2 separate regions of the Rattus norvegicus genome follow, and region 1 is linked to region 2. Evidence: chromatin contacts called from public Hi-C data. All regions are on one chromosome and are shown on one strand. The core of a region is the stretch at or near the end of the contact, and the rest is flanking DNA. Distances in the headings are between cores, read along the strand shown. Region 1 overlaps Srebf2 (sterol regulatory element binding transcription factor 2). Region 2 holds the start of Srebf2 (sterol regulatory element binding transcription factor 2).

Region 1 (2,700 bases), core at 19-2,518, 36 kb after region 2:
CTGAGAATTGAACCTTGGTCTTCTGAAAGAGCAGCGGTGTTCTTTAACCACTGAGCGTAACCATTTCTATGCTGGACCTAGGCGTAGAGGCACAGGCCTGTAATCCCGGCTCTCAGAGACAGGCAGGCAGATCTGAGTTCCAGGACAACCAGGACTCCACAGAGAAACTCTGTCACAAAGAACAAACCAATCCCTTTTCTAAGATGGGCATTATTCACAGTACCATCTCTGCAGTCTTAAGCATGGCCAGGACACATACCTATAATCCCAGCACCTGGAAGGTTCAGGACTGCAAGATCATCCTTGGCCAACCTGAGCTACATGAGACCTTGTCTCAAAAAAAGAAGAAAAAGAGATAGGACTAGCAAGGTGGCTCATTTGGTAGGAAGACACTTGCCACGGAGCATAATGACCTAATTCAACCCCATTGACTCCATGGCAGGAGCAAACTAAGTCCCCCAAGTTGTGCTGGGACTTACAAGGACATTTAATTGGGGTTGGCTTACAGGTTCAAAGGTTCAGTCCAGTATCATCAAGGCGGGAACATGGCAAAATCCAGGTAGGCTTGGTGCATGAGGAGCTGAGAGTTCTACATCTTCAGCCACAGGGAGCCAGGAACAGACTGAGCATCCTCAGGCAGCTAGGAGGAGGGTCTCCAAGCTCATTCCCACAGTGACACACTTCCTCCCACAAGGCCACACCTTCTAGGCCCACTCCCTGAGCCAAGCATATGCAAACCATCACAAAATGTTTAAAATAAAAAGTGTTGCTCTCAATGGCTGTCTCTGGTTTCCTGTTCAGGAGTTTGGTTTGCTAACGGAACTGAGAGAAATGGGAGGAAATGCCCTTTTCTAAGCCAGGCCATGATGCAGTATGTTGGACAGTTGCTATGAGGCACAGAGGAGAAATACTAAATAGCCATTGGACCCGTGGGGTCTGCAATGCAAAGGACAAGTGGGGCAGTGTAGTCAAGACAGGAACTGTCAGCTGGGCGTTGGGGCTCATCCTTTTATCCCAGCACTGGGGAGGCAGATGCAGATGGGACATTGAGTTTGAGGCCAGTTTGGTCTACGGAGTGAATTCCAGGTCAACCAGCAGCACAAGGTGAGAGCATGTCTCAGAAAAACAAACAGACCTGCCTGAGAGGGACAGCAGTGAAAGGTCAGAGGAGAATGAGAAGTTTGGCCCTGGGGTAAGAGGGGCAGGGTGAAGACAAAGGATTGAAGAGATGTTGCTGCTGTATCCACTAGCAGTAAGGTGAGTCAGAGCTGCCTGTTGGGTGTGGTCTGGGGTACCAAGCATTCCTTGTGGCTTTGAATGTTGGGTGGGGGTGGGGTAGACCTAGTCATCTAGAACGGAGGTGAGATTGTGGCCTTCAGCTTTAGCAGGATATCCTCCTCCTCAGATCTGTCCTGCCGTTCCGCTTTTGTTCTTGTTTTTTTGCCCCTCATGGTGCCCTTAGAACAAACTCCGCACCCCAATCTCTGACCAGGAGACGGAGCTGCTCAGTTTCAAGAGTTGCAGCTAGAGCAGTCAGTTTCCACCACCCATCTCTGCATTCACTGGACATTCTCTCCTCCGGGACCTAGGGGCCTCCGAAGGGATAGGGCTGACCCCAGCATGGCTTTCATACTGTACTCTGTCCTCTCTCTGAAGGGGAAAGCTTAGAGCTTCGTGGGGAAAGCAGACAGCCCACACTAATACCAAGTGACCTCTGGGAGCGTCACATGCTCTTCATAAGAAAGCGGCTGGGTAGGAAGACCCCCTCACTGGTAAGGGTGAGAGTTCATGGAGGCCCTGAGGTCAGAAGGCTGATCAAAGCAAGAGACGGTCATTAAATGAAAGCTCAGAACAGCTACAGTGGTCCTTGGGTCTGTGCCAGGGGCACTTTGTCCTCTGACCTCACAGTGTAAGCCAACTCTACTGATCCCACGTGTGTGCGACTAGCTTTGTTCCCATCTGTTTCCCCCCTGTGACGTATGTAAGAAGAGGGTAAGGAAACTGAGAGCCACTGGGTTTTGTGTTGTTTTCTTTTTCTCCCTTCGACTATTTGGAAATTCAGACCTTTACAGCAGAATGTGGCCATGCTATTGACACTGCTTTGGGAAATACTGTACCCACACACCTGAATTCTATGTAGTGACCATCAATCCCAGCCGCTAATCCTAACAATCACATAACCAGAAGCCAAGTTCCAGACAGCAGGAGAGACAGGCAGGCAACCACATAGCCAGGAACTTGCTGAGCCTGCAGCCCATCTGGACCTTTCTGAACACAAAGGCCACTTCTTTTCTCCTCTGGCACCTCTTTGACACAACTAAGAGGAGATGTTTACTTTGGCTCTCAGTTTGGAGAGTAGAGTCCATGGCGGCAAAAGGGAGCTTTCAGCCACAGAGAGAAGCAGAGGCAGCCTGGATCTGGAGATGTATATTAGCCCTCAAAGGCCACCCCAGTAGCTTCCACCCATCACCTAGGCCCCACCTCATAAAGGCTGCACAGCCTCCCCGGGTGGGGAGCACCAGCAAATGTGGACCCCATGCTAACACCCCTGAGTCTGTAAGTGACAGTTTACGATCACTGTTAATGATTGTACTGGAGAGGCAGAGGGACTGTGTTGTCTTGGGAACTCTATCAACATCAGTGTCCGTTTCTGCCCGCCCTAGGGAAGCTTCCAGCAGGATCTGCCTGTTCCGATGTGCA
Region 2 (2,700 bases), core at 97-2,596:
ATAGCTGCTTTCTCGTGTCTCCCCCAATAAATCTCTCATGTGAGGCTTGTTGTGCAGTGTGACTTGGTGGTATTCCTAGGCTCCTAACTACCAGGATGTCTTTCCCTTTCAGAGCAGCAACAGTGTAACTGGAGAAACCTTCACTCTGAGCTTAAACCCAGAAGTTAAGAGCTGTTTGCTTGCCACAGACATCAAATAAATGTGAAAGTTATAACTGTGGTCCTATGCTGTTTTGAAGATGACAAAACAGGCTTATCAACAAACAGTTGCTTAGCCAGCCCAGGAGCACAAGGTAGATTATTGAATCCGCAAGTTTCCCCACAGAGCCTGTGCTTTCTTTAGGTCTGACCCCTAAAACAACTGCCTCACGCACAGGAAGGTCTTCCTATTTTGTCATGAAAACCTTTTTTCCTGTCAATACACACTTAAGTCCTTTTTAAAATGCCCATTCCATCATTTTTTTTAATGATGCCCTGATATTCCACAGTTTGGAGGTAATTTGTGTACCTGATGCCTTACTGTGCTGCTGTTTTCCCGTTACAGAGAACTTTGTGATGAATACATGTACTTAACTTTACTAGCATTTCTTTGGACGCTAATCCTTGTTTCCTCGGATACATTCTGGGAAGTGTGCACCTTTGTGTCCAGTGTGACCGACACCTGTAAGATGTAGTGAGGTGACTGCAGGAGTGGGGTCTCACCTCAAGAGCCCATTGGTGGGCTTTGGCAAATGACCTCGTCTGAAGGCCTGGAGGTTTATGAGGTTTTCCAAGATTGAGGGCCAGTTGTAAAATGTTCACAACACTCAGGCGATTCAAGAACGTGTTAAGTCTCGGATGGGACAAGTGTGACTTAAGGTCTGGATAGTCTATCCCTGAATGTTGGGGTACCAAGATTCTACCCAGGGCTAGGGGGAGGGAAAGAGACAACTGGGGAGATGACGTAATGTGCTCGCAGAGTAAAGGGGGCGGTAGTAGGAGGTAGCGCTGGACAGCATTGTGTTTAACCCTTCTACTTCCGGACTCTTGGCAAAGTTGCTCCTGGAACTGATCCAACGGAAAAGTAGCGTCTCCTTTAAACCAGAGGAAGGCTGGGACGAGGACCGGGAGGCTACTCTCCGCTGGCGCTTGGAAGCCGTGAGGGGCGGAGTCTCGCTATGCAAATCTGAGCTGCTGATCGATGACGCGCCATCACCCCATGAGCCGCTTCGCGCTCCGATTGGCTAATGCAGGCCTGGTCCCATTGACAACAAACATGGGGGCGCGGAGGCTCGGGGCGGGGCTGCAGTGGGCGCGGCCCGGGGCGGGGGAATTCTGCCCCGCCCCTTCCGTGGAGTCGGGGCGCAGCTCAAACATGGCGGCGGTTGGCACCGGGCGGTGAGGCGGTACCAGGTGGGGGCTGTCGGGTGTCATGGGCGGTGGCGGCGGTACCGCCTCCGCGTCTCCCTGAGCTGGACCTCACGGGGGACTCTGCGCCGAACTGGGCGATGGATGAGAACAGCGAGCTGGGCGGTCTGGAGACCATGGAGACCCTCACGGAGCTGGGCGATGAGCTGACTCTCGGGGACATCGACGGTGAGTGGCGGCTGGGTGGGAGTGTGGGGGGCGCGCGGGGAGGAAGGGGTTACGGCGGCGCTCGCGGGTGCGCGTGCGCCCACCCCGCGATCGCCCACCCCGCGATCGCCCCGGCGTGCGCGGGAAGGAACCCGCGGACCGGGCTGCCGGTGAGGTTCCCAGTTCTTCTTGCTCCAGAGTCTGAGCCCGGGTCGTGACTCAGGGCTCCAGGTGGCTGAGGAGTCCTGGCGCCGCGGGGCCTGAAGCGGGGTTGGGGGCGTCGCGAATACTGCCAGAGAAGAAAGCGAGGCGGCCGCCTCCCTCGCGCGCCCACACGCTCTCTGGTTTGTCCGGTCTTCGCCGGCGTCCGGCGTCGCACCTGTCACTCCCTCCCTGGTCACTGGAGCGGCTTCGGGATTTCCCGGACTGCGCTCCGGGCTCGGCTCCCCACGCCCCCGCTCTTTTCGGGATTGACTGACAGCCGGGTCTCCTGGCGCTCTGGAAAACTTTGGGCATCAGCTGCAAAAGCAAGTTACTGATGGAGTGGACAGAGACCGCAGAGTGCGGCGGCCTTGCATGGAGACCCAGGCGCTCCTTCTGTCGCACTGCAAAGGGAGTTGAGCTGCAAGAATTTTGAGTTGTGGCCCCTCGGGTACTGACTAGGGAGCGGGTGGCCTTTGTTTCGGCGGCCTTAACAGCGAAGTGGAAGAACTGGTAGGAGCCCAGGGATCCTCTCTTACAATTCTCTCACTTTTCAGCCACGGGAAAGAAGGTTTGGAGAGGGTCCCAGACTTGCCCGCGGTCATCATGCTGCTTAACAAAACCCAGTTCTTTCTGTTTCTGAGCCAGTATTAGTTTCTTTCCACTCCACCTTTGAGAATTTGAAGTCCAAAGAACAGGCTAGTAATTCTCAGTAGTCGGGCTCTTCTGAAGTTCTCAGTCATTTATTCCTCCCACAATCCCACGGAATAGGTATCACTCAAATTTGCAGGAGGTATTGTCTAAGGTCACTTACTTTAGAGAGTCCAGAACTCCTCCTAAGCAATGACTCAGTTATGGAGTGTTTCTACATCTAGAATCTAGAACCTTGCAGGCATATATGATGGCTACATCCTCACTTTGCAGGTGAAGAAAGAGGTAGAAGGTT

Evidence for each region. A called contact is a pair of places that touch in the nucleus more often than the background predicts.
Region 1: a Hi-C map of liver shows a contact between it and region 2, with 2.5 times the contacts expected there. The contact joins the enhancer-like site here to the promoter of Srebf2 in region 2. A contact is called at or near these places in 11 of 12 Hi-C or Micro-C datasets (the A7r5 cell line, the Rat2 cell line, Schwann cells and 6 more) and 1 of 1 datasets of contacts at active chromatin or transcription factors (oligodendrocytes).

The regions. Positions count from the first base shown.
Region 1 is chr7:115,578,248-115,580,947 of GRCr8, forward strand. Srebf2 (sterol regulatory element binding transcription factor 2) reads left to right here. Exons shown (of 19, transcript NM_001033694.2): 11 at 2,664-2,700. Among named protein-coding and RNA genes, the nearest start is that of Mir33, 14 kb to the right of the region's middle. Within about 2 kb of position 1,269, at least 9 of the 93 cell types and tissues checked have an H3K27ac peak or open chromatin away from gene starts, as enhancers often do. A contact at or near this core is called in the A7r5 cell line and liver, where this site is marked.
Region 2 is chr7:115,541,961-115,544,660 of GRCr8, forward strand. It overlaps Srebf2 (sterol regulatory element binding transcription factor 2), which reads left to right and starts at 1,347. Exons shown (of 19, transcript NM_001033694.2): 1 at 1,347-1,574. The coding sequence starts at 1,487.